Regions from separate parts of the Mus musculus genome. Here region 1 is linked to region 2. The links are chromatin contacts, called in public HiChIP or PLAC-seq maps. All regions are on one chromosome and are shown on one strand. The core of a region is the stretch at or near the end of the contact, and the rest is flanking DNA. Distances in the headings are between cores, read along the strand shown. Region 1 has its middle 27 kb from the start of Gm38412. Region 2 has its middle 6.5 kb from the start of Gm25869.

What was found. HiChIP or PLAC-seq counts read pairs in DNA pulled down with a chosen protein or histone mark.
Region 1: an H3K27ac HiChIP or PLAC-seq map of embryonic stem cells shows a contact between it and region 2, with 3 times the contacts expected there. The contact joins two enhancer-like sites.

What each region holds. Positions count from the first base shown.
Region 1 is chr3:104,432,917-104,438,469 of GRCm38.p6, reverse strand. No RefSeq gene overlaps it. Among named protein-coding and RNA genes, the nearest start is that of Gm38412, 27 kb to the right of the region's middle. Within about 2 kb of position 4,164, at least 46 of the 459 cell types and tissues checked have an H3K27ac peak or open chromatin away from gene starts, as enhancers often do. A contact at or near this core is called in embryonic stem cells, where this site is marked.
Region 2 is chr3:103,418,162-103,423,615 of GRCm38.p6, reverse strand. No RefSeq gene overlaps it. Among named protein-coding and RNA genes, the nearest start is that of Gm25869, 6.5 kb to the left of the region's middle. Within about 2 kb of position 3,710, at least 78 of the 459 cell types and tissues checked have an H3K27ac peak or open chromatin away from gene starts, as enhancers often do. A contact at or near this core is called in embryonic stem cells, where this site is marked.

The DNA of each region.
Region 1 (5,553 bases), core at 2,915-5,414, 1.0 Mb before region 2:
TAACGGTGCAAAAAAAAATCACAATTACATTTTCATACTATGTAATATCCTTTATTCATCTCTTGGAAGTGATGATTGGCCTGAAGAAGGTGTGGGAGAGGGATGTACTGAGGTTCTGGTTCTCGAAAGACTTAAAGGACAGGGGAGGAGCTTGGTTTTGACTGGGAGGTAGACGGCTTGGCTCGTGGGCGGAGGAGATGGGGTGAAGGCCGGCTTAGGAAAATCACTGTGGTTACTGAGACGGACTGGCTGGAGGTCAGAAGAGGACTAAGGAACTGCTGTGTGGTCTGCATAAGAGGTATTAACAAGGCTGGGCCTGTAGCTCAGTGGATAGAATGCTTCTTAGCATGTGTGAAGCCCGAGGTCCATCCCGTAATGATGCTTAAACCGATCGATGCATGGTGGCACAGGCTTGTAATTCCAGCACTAGAAAGGTAGAGGCAAGAAAGAGGATCAGAAGTTCAGGGGCATCCTTGGCTACATAGGGAGCTCAAGGCCAGCCTAAGGTACTTGAAACACTTAACGAATGTTAAAATAAATAAACATAAAAGATGCTAACCAGCATCATGGAGGAGGACAGTTACTACGGAAATAGAAAAGCTGCCGAGAGTCAGGAGAGACTTGCCATTGTCTTCAAGAGCTCCAGGGAAAGGTGCCAGCTTTTCTCACAGCCTTTTGAACAAAAGCAGCACAGGGGGAGGCAAATAGCTGAGCTGAGGTATTTGATGAGATACAAGAACAGCTTCTTCCCATGCTGGGCCAGGCCACAAGCGGGCCCTTCACGGGCAAGTGGCTATCATGCCTGGACCGCAAGGCAGGCCACTCAACGCTGCTCTCTGCTAGATGAGAACAGCATTCATTTTTCTTGGGAATCTGAATATCAGTGGAGGCCTTCAAACCTGACTGAACAGGACTCAGTGGTTGAATAGCAGCTTAGCATCTATGAGGTGTGGGGTTCAGTCCCCAGCATCAAGTACATATGCACCGTCCCTCACGCACATAGAACACCTGAGCGTCACAAACTCTGATGAGCTCAACAGATGCTGATGCCAGCCTCTGCTTCCAGAGAGCTGGAGTTGAGCAGGGGACCCACAGTCTGTGGTGTTTTGAGGCAATTAGAAGTCAGGGTCAAATCCTTTTCACTCATGACTCTATTAGCACGAGAACAAACTGAGGGTCAGAGAGGAACAGGGTCTTACTTAAGTCACTCAGGCAAAGGTTCCAGCATCAGAGCTTGGGTCCGGCTCCCCAGGTACACCGCAGACTCATGGCTGGCATGCTTGGGTCTAGGTGGAAGGGTACATCATGGCAGAAAGGCTTGGGAACCTTGCCTATCACCCTCTAGGAAGACCTAACGTGAACAAGAGAGTGGCCAGGGAAAGGAAATGATATAGTTAATCCGCCAATGATACAACCAATCCACAGTCTATTGTTAATTTTTGTCCCCCACACTCAGAAGGGGCCTTTTCCCTCCAGTTTTTCCAGCAGCCATCATATGGGGGGGGGGGGCAGGAGGTCTGGCACCGGGGGTTCCCCAGGGCCAAGTCCCACTAGGCTTCTTTCTGGGAATCGAACCTGGGACCTCTGCAAGAGCAACAAGTGTTCTGAACCTCTGAGCCATCTCTCCAGCCCCAGAAGCAGGCTCTCTGATCCCATCTTCATTCGCACATTGATAGGAACAGCAGCTGGTATTTATGGAGTGGTTTGCATTCTCTATACATCTGAGCTATTTCATAATCCCAGGGTCTAGTAGCATTTCTATTCCTATTTACATGTGTGCTGATCAGCTTTTTGTCAAACTAGTCACAAACTAAAGTCATCTTGGAAGAGGGGACCTCAGTTGAGGAATTGCCTCCATCAGATTAGCATGTAGGAAAATCACATCCATCAGATTAGCATGTAGGGAAGTCTGTAGGGTGTTTTCTTACTTAATGGTTGGCGTGGGAAGGCCCAGCCCACTGGGCAGGTGGTCCTAGGTTGTATTAGAAGGCACATTGGGTAAAGCACAGGGAGAAAGCCAACAAGCCGTGTTCCTCCACGGCTCCTGCTTTGGTTCCTACCTCTTCCAGGTTCCTGCCTTGGCTTCCCTCAAAGGTGGACTGTACACATGTAAGCAAAATGAGCCCTCCCCCAGCCTCAAATCACTTTTGGTCAGTGTTTTATGACAGCAACAGAGAAGCACACCAGGACAAGCTGTTTCTGGCTTTCCTGATTATCATGAAAAAATGCTACCTTGAACATGGAGATCCTTGATTTTTACATGGGCCTGCGTTGTAATTGCTCTTGGGACTGTACCTCAGAGAAGAGCTGCTGAGTCACTTGGTATGGCTGGAACTCTTGAGTGTAAACAACAGGAACTGCCTCTCAATAAAGAGGACTTTTACTGGCAGTATCATGAAGGCTTCCAGAATCCCATAAAGAGAGGCAAAAGGATGGGCCTAGAAAATAGACAAAAGCGCCATAATGGTCAGTGGCCAGGCAGTGGAGTGGGTGGAGATGAGCCCTTCACGGGCCATCATCAGCACCCTAACAGCAGGCAGGTTAGCAAGGATAGAGTGTAATGAGTTGGGTCATAGTTTGATGGGATGTGGGAGACACCAGACTGAAGACCCAAAGACCAAGGGCAGGGTCTAATGGGGATTGGTCATACCTGAGTTCCCCTCGTGGGTCCTGGATGTCTAGATTCTTTCTGGCCTCTCTGCGCAGCCTTCTGTTCTCCCATATTTTTTGAGATGTTTTGGGACCTTAGGACTTTAAACTAAGGAAGGTATGTCAGTTTTTGACCTCTGTATTCAATTTTTAATCAACATATTGCATGTCCTCATGAGCTACAACGTGGCTGCGATTTTTCAGTGTCTGTGCACAATGTGTTATGATTGGATCAGGATGACTGGCGTATCCATCACCTCAGACAGTTCTCATTTCTCAGTATGGGAACGTGTGAAATCCTCCCACCAGCTACTTGCCCGCCACCGTTAAACCCTGGATGCTATAGGGCCTTAGCAGCGATTCCTCCCATCCGGCTGCAACCCTCTGCTCACTAACCACTCTCTCTACATCTCTGCTCAGGTTCTGGACCATTGTATCTCTCTGCATTCAGCCAGGATATGATTCAGTACACAGTGTCTTTCTTGACACTTGCTTGATTTACGTCACTTACGTCCAATTCCACCCATGTTGGGCGAATGACACAGTTGTGTTCCTGTTTATGCACAAATAATATTCTATTGTGTGTTTACTTTTTTTTTTTTTTTTTTTTTTTTTTTAAGAACAGTGTTTCTCTGTGTAGCCCTGGCTGTCCTGGAACTTTCACAGAGATCTGATGCCTCTGTCTTCCAAGTATGGGGATTAAAGGTATGTGCCACCACACTTTATGTTCGTATCCATTTGTCTGTTACTGGGCACCTAGGCTGATCCTACCTTCGCTGCTGTGAATTGCGGCCATTTAACTCTGAGCCACAGACTCTTGGTTGGGCTGATTTCAGTTTATCTTAATATACACTCAGCTTTCTGGGTCACATTGCAGTTGTGTTCCTTGTTTTGTAAGGCAGATGCACGCTGTTTCTCTGGTGGCCATGCTCCCAACTGCTGTGCTCAAGGCTCTCTTTGCTCAACATTTCCACCGGCATTTGTTACCTTCGTCTTTTTAATAATTGACATCTTATCAGGGCTGACTTGATGTCCCATTGTGTGTGTGTGTGTGTGTGTGTATGTGTGAGAAAGAGAGAGAGAGAGAGAGAGAGAGAGAGAGAGAGAGAGAGAGAGAGAGAGAGAGAGAGAGAGAGAGAGAGACATGAGCACAGGAACCTGCAGAGGTCAGAGGGTGTCAGGTCCCCGAGGGCTAGCATTAAGGGCAGCCGTGAAGCAATATAGGTGCTGGGAACTGAACCTCTCTCTGCAAGAGCAGCACTGCTCGTATCTGCTGAGTCATCTCCCCTCCGTTTTGTGCCCCCTGGTGATGGATGACAACCCTGTGATTGTTGACTATCTGTGTATCTTCTTTGGAGAAATCTAGTTAGGGCTTGGGCTCCTTTTAACCAATTTATGATTTTTGTGTGGGTTTGTTTTCTACTGAGTTGTTTGAATTCCTTACAGAGAGTGTTAGAGAACGCCTGCCCCGCCCCTCTGTTACGTTTGTGGGAGGGGTCGGTTTTCTCTTTCTTCTCAGTTTCTGCCCGGAGGCAGGGGCAGGGTCACAGCCACTTTGCTCAAATCCCAAAGTGTTCCCTGTGTCCCGCTGCTCTACTGATTTCATAGTGTCTGATTTATTTATTTTACTCTTAAGTCTTTAATCCATTTTGATTTTTTTTTTTTTTTTACATAGTGATGGATGGGAACCTAGTTTCATCTGCCTATGCATATGCAGTTCACCCAGGACTATTGTTAAAAAGAACTTTCATTTTCCATGTGTTACATGGGCAAACACACGGGTTCTAGTTCTCTATCTCACTGGACAGTATCGCCTGCCTTGCTGTGTGGTCACTCTAGCTTTGTAGCATGTTGTGAAGTCAGGAGTTACAATGCCCTCAGCTTTGCTCTTTCTAGATAAGATTACTTTGGAACTTTGGGGTTGGGAATTCCATATAAATCCCCCACCCTCCCCCCAACCCCCTCTCGCTCTCCCCACACCCCAGTACTGGAGACTGAATCGATAGCCTCATTATGCTAGGCAGGTGCAGGTGCTGGACTACTGAGCCACATCCCAGCCCCCCACCCCCCTTCTGTTTGGAACACCACCGGTATTCAGATGGACGTAATGTGGAATCTGTAGATCACGTTCAGAAGTGTGGACAGTTTCACTGGATGAACTCTTCCAGTCAGCAAACATAAGAAACCTTTTGTTTTTCATTTTCTTTCATAGAGTCTCTTGACTTTGTTTTTTTTTTTTTTTTTTTTCTCTTTGGACTATAAAATTCTTTTCCCTCAAATCAATATTTTTTTTTAAAGTGACTTTTCTAAGTGGGCCAGTGACTGACTAGTGTGTTTAACTCCTGTTACACTGACAGGATTAAAAGCAAGCCCAGTTCTCCCATTCATGCCTCAGAGTAGTAACAAAGGGTGTATTCCTTGGGAATATAGAAATGGTTATTTTGCTGTTTTAGTATGCAGAGTTGAATTCATATATCTAACACACACACACACACACACACACACACTATACACACATAAACCCCTCCGAGAGAGAGAGAGAGAGAGAGAGAGAGAGAGAGAGAGAGAGAGAGAGAGAGAGTTTTTAAGCTAGGAAAAAAAGAGTTTGCCTCTCATGACTCGTGCCCTTTACCTACATTCTGACCTTCCGCCTCACCTAATATTACCCCATTTTCTAAGTTCTAGGCTATACCCATACTTAATACCTGTTCACATATATTCATGTATATATTCTAGGCTATAGCTCCTATATGAGGAAGAATTTTCTTTTCTTTCTTTTGTGGTCTTCTGGAGTTTAAGATTATGTTCCCTTAATGTTACACTTTTGAGATCCATTCATCTCCTGCAAGTTTCATGCTCTTTACAGCAGAATAATACCCTATTTTGTACATGAAGCACATTTTC
Region 2 (5,454 bases), core at 2,461-4,960:
AGCTCATCCAAGTACCCAAGGCAGCATAGTCATTCTGAGACCGGCCAAGAAGCACGCAGAACCCGACTCTGGCCATTCACAGTGAGCCAGCCCCACATGGGCTTAGCCACCTGTGTTTGAAGCCAAGCCAGTTGGCAGCAGATAATGGAAGGCCACTAATAATCAATTAATAATGTCTGCTTCCCAGCCAGCCTGGCCAAGTGACTCTAAGGATGCTCTCCCTGAATCCCTGGGATTACTTAGGGCCGCAGAGAACCTTCCTGCTGTGGCAACTCTTTAACACAGTTCCTCAAGTTGTGGTGACCCAACCAAAAAATTATTTCATGACTACATCCTAACGGTAAGTTTGCTACTGTTATGAAACACGATGTAAATGTTTGATATGCCACCCCTGTGAAAAGGTCATTGGAACCCTACCCCGAAGGTGTTGTGACCCAGTGGTTGAGAGCCACTGACGTAGGTGGACACAGACATACCTCGTGTGCCCTGGATGTCACTGGCACCAATTCCACAAGCCTTGTGCTTCCATCAGTTTCCTACTGAGACGCTTCCGCATTTCAAACAATGCAAGGACTGAGAACACAGAGGGAAGCCAGCAGATGGTCAAGTCCATAAAACGCTGGAAGCGAACAGCAGGACGGGCAGGGAGTCAGGGAGAAGCAGGCAGGCTTCTACTGCTGGTCTCCAGGAAGGCGCTGGAAATCCTGTGAAGGCAGAGAAGCACATGTTGCACAGAGAAAAGCACGAAAGACGCCAACAGGCCATCCTTTTTCCCGATGTACCCCACCAAGCAGATGTCTGAGTCATTGAGTCGGTCTCCAAACTTGGGGACACCAGCTGCAACTGAGGATGGCCATGGGCCTCCGCTACTGACAACAGGCGTTAAAGTCGGTTGTGGTGGCTCATACCTGCAATCCCAGCACTTGGAAGGCTGAGGCAGAAGAGAGCTTATGGTAAAGTTGCAATTCTCAACCTTCCTAACACTGCGACCCTTTAACACACCTCCTTATGTCATGGTGACCCCCCAGCCATAAAATTATTTTTAACAATTAATAAATTGTTTACTGTTATGAATCATAATGTAAATATTTGGTGTGCAGAATATCTGAGATGCAACCCCAAAGGGGTCGCAACCCACATAGGAACCCCACTATCTTAAAAGAGACTAAGGTTGTGGTTTACCAATGAAGCACTTGCCTAGTGTGCCAAAGTTCTGGGTTCAATCCCTAGCTTAGCAAATAAGTAATAATCAATAAATAAAATCTGAGGGTCAAGACAAAAATAAGTTGAGGTCCACAATCATGAAATGTCAGCACACTGAGAGTCTTGGGGACAGCTCAGAGGTTAAGAACACTGGCTACTCTTGCAGGGAACCTGGGCTCAGTTCCCAGCACCCATATGGAACCTCACTTGGTACACATGAACTCACACAATACACACACATACACATGAAAACAGTTTGTATGAAAGAACTTGGGTGCATCGATCTCTATTTAAACACTGTTCTGTGCGTTTCTGAGGGAGGGGTTTTAGGCGAGATTCAAATGTAAACCTGTGAACTTCAAATCACACAGACTGCCCCTCTTGGTGCTGGGTCTCGCCCAATCAGTTGAGAAGCTAACTAGCAAAGAAAGACTTCCTGCGCAGTGGGTCTCTGCTGCTTTGGTGGGAAAGGACTCCGTTTAAAATGTACGCTGTGCTTTAAATCAGAAGGCTTTGTTTAAATTCTCATCTCTGGAACACTTACTTGCTGTGACTCTGGACAAATCCCCCCGATGCTCAGTCTCCCTATGTGTAACGTGGTGGGGCTCTCAGGAGGCCAAATAAGCCAATACATGTAGGATGTAAGTGGTCTGTCCTGAACAAAGAGAGCATCTTTAAGACCAAAACGCTCAGCTTGCATCGGCTTCCCCTGGTGGGGGCTCCGGTGTCACATTGATTTCGTCAGGATTATTGTTACAATAAAATACTCTGGCAGGAAAACTCATTCTTTTGGAAAAGAGTATGTGCCCTTTTAATATTTCATTCATGGTGTGCTTTTATAAGACAAATACAAGTCGAGGGTATAATTAAAACTCCTTCCAGCGAGGCGGCTGCGGTCCAGGGAGGAGGTCAGCACCTCCATTCTTCCGAGGTCCACGGTTGGCTGCTTGCCTGCCCTGCGGGCTCTATGATTTCCTGTCCCCCACGTGCTGGGCACAAATCAAATCATTTCCAATGACCCAATGTGAGTCTCTGCCACTCAAAGCTGAATGAAGAGACCAAACAGCATCAAGATGGGTCTCCAAAGAACCAGGGTTCCCAGGGGTTGCGTTTCTTGGAAAATATGAGGTTAGAAGGGCAATTGAATCCAGAGGGTGGTGTGGAAAATGGGGAAGCCGTCTGTGGGCCCTGAAGATGGTTCCTTCTTTATAAACAGAGATCTTGATTGTGTGAAAGCCACGCAAGGGCTTTTCAGCGAGATCTGTAAGCTCGGATGTGAGTGGGCATCTCTCCAGGGAGCGGTCTGCGTCCTGGAAATGGGGTGTTGCCTTAAATAGCGGGCAGACTTTCCTTTGGGTCAGCTAAGATCTGAGTGCTTGGAGCGGTTTCCAGTCCTACTGGATTCACAGTGTCCCCTGAAGCCCAGGGTAGAAATGTCAATCTTACTTCATTTCTGTTTCCCTAGACACCCTACTTTACACATGCACGCTAGCGGGGACACACACAGAGACACACAGTGCTGGCTCCTTCTCCCATCAATACAATGTATTCATAATTTCCCTCGTGCCTGCAAGCATTTGCATATCCTGCTGGCCCTGTCTGGAGTCTGCTTTCATCCACTGTTAACTGCAGGGGTTGGAGGGCTCACCACCATTCATCCTGAGTCCCAGCTTCCCCTGTTCAGAGAATCCTCCTTGACCTGACCTCAACTTCCACTGCCTCCATTCTCCTCGCTGATTCAGCTCCCACATTCTGTCTTCACAGCACCCAGCTTTGAGCACATTGTTTGCTTTTCCATCTTTTTCATTAAGAATCGAACTGCATGAGCCAACATATTTTTATCTTCTCTCTCTCTCTCTCTCTCTCTCTCTCTCTCTCTCTCTCACTCTCCCCCCAAAAACAATGGGAGCCATATGTTATCCCTTACTGTAGCTATTCAGAACCCCTGAGACTTCCCTACATGCAATATCTCCACACCCCCTTACTCTGCTGCCCTGAACTGAATACAGTACCTGGTACATAGGATGTAGTCAATTAAAGAGTCTGGAGTGTCAGTAAAGGATACATTGTTTCCTAAACAGTTCAAACCCTGCCTGGTTGTGTTTCTTTGCCATACCCTCAAACATATCCTGAGTGAGACATGACTTTAATGGCAGCTTGTTAACTCCTGAAGTCATCTGTGGTATGTTGAAGAGACAGGAAGGGCTAGATGGATTACAGACAAACCTCTCCAGCCCTCTGCTGGCAGCTGAGAAAGCAAGAATGCATGCAGGAACATGAGCAGGTCAAATCAGACAAGACAGATTCCTGCATGATTCTATGCCTTGATGCAGCTGGACAAAACAGCAGGTTTCCATCTTTGCTGCCCTGGATCTGTATTTATTGCCTGCTTCCCAGTCATGTTTCTCTATTGTCAAAAAAAGAGATTTGCCGGAGGCTGGCTCCCTTCCCATTAAGGTCACCAGAGAGCCACTGAATGCTGGGAAACAGTGGGCTCAGCACAATGTCAGGGAAGAGTTACTGAAAAGGAGCTCTGCGCTAGCGGGTCTGGCAGAGATCACACACAGAGAGGTCAGGGAGAAGTCACCACACAAAGGCAGGCAGACCAGACCCAGGAGACCTCCTCCTCCAGAGTTCTAGCAACTGACAAAGTCCTGTGACAGACCTCCCTAACTACAGCAGGACTCCCAGCCATTTTGATGACTCCCAGAAAATCACTTGAAAAAAATCCAACAAGAAATTCTTTCTATGATTAGGAAGAGATGGGGCGATCTGCAACCTGGAGGGCAACTTAAAGCCTCCAGAGCTGATCGCTCTCTCTCCAGAGCACAGCAGCCGCCTTAGAGACTCCATTTTCAAGAGGACTCTTGGGTCCTTCCTCTGGAAACATCCTTCTGTTTGTCAAAGGGCTCTTGTGTTACAGACACGCGGCTTCTCTGGTTAGGTCAGGAAGAAGGGAGACATCCAGGCAAGGAACTTAAACGTAAAGGGTCAGAAGAAACCTTTCTCACTTTGCTAAGGTGCCCAGAAGCCAGGCTCATGATTCCATTGTTCTGTCCTTCCTGTCTTGAACACAGTTAGGGCTCCCAGGTGCTAGAGAAGGTAGGGCCAATTCAGTCTTTTACATTTTGAGAACAGCAGGACAATAGAACTCAGTAAGTCCTCCTACCACACTCCAGAGAAGAGATGATGGACCAGTCATTGACTACTAATAACTGATGGCTTTCCTTTTCCAGGGACTGAATAGGGAGTCTGTGCAAGTCACTGCTTGGGTCTCCTCTTCTTCCTCACATCATAAAGTGGCACTCAGTAGTTCCCCAGGTCACTTCCAACCCACTGACTTCTGAGTGTTGGCTCTCTACAGAGACAATTTTTTTCCAACAATTTCCTTCCAATTTTTAATAAAAATCAATGACTTCATTGGTCTTAGAAATGCTACATGTAAGATATGTAAGCAAGCCAGGTGTGGTAGCGCACGCCTTTAGTCCCAGCACTTGGAAGGCAGAGGCAAGCCTGGTCTACAGAGTGAGTTCCAGGACAGCCAGGGCTATGCAGAAAAACCCTGTCTCAAAAAATCAACAAAACAAAACAAAACAAAACAAAACAAAACAAAACAAGATATGTAAGCAAAATCGAAAAGTATTAAAAGTAACTTTTAAAAATTTCATCCTGAGTCAGAGACATAACTAAATAGTAAAGGCACCCCCACCAAGCCAGATAACCCGGAGTCCCATCTCCATGACCCACAGTGATGGAAGGAGATAATGGCCTCTAAATACTGCCCTCTGACCTACACACACACACACACACACACACACACACACACACACACACACACACACACTTTGGTACCCATTTAAAAAAAAACAAATAGGTAAGTATTTTCAAAACTGTAATGTAAAAAATTAAATTAAAATTCATCCTATATTATATCTAGAAATACAATTAATATTTGTTAAACACCATCCTAGACACCTCTATGGATGTGTTATGACAAAAAAGGTAGGTAGATGGATGGAACTCATTTTACAGATATAGACTATGTGCTATTTTTGGTAAATAATAAACTGGGCAGTGGTGGTACACGCCTTTAATCTCAGTGCCTGGGAAGCAGAGGCAGCCTGAGTTCAAGGCCAGCCTGGTCTACAGAGTGAGTTTCATGACAGCCAGAGCTTCACAGAGAAACCCGGTCTTGGGGGAAAAAAAATCAAGTGTAATGCTATTCTCAAGTTTAGTTTGAAAAAGAAATGA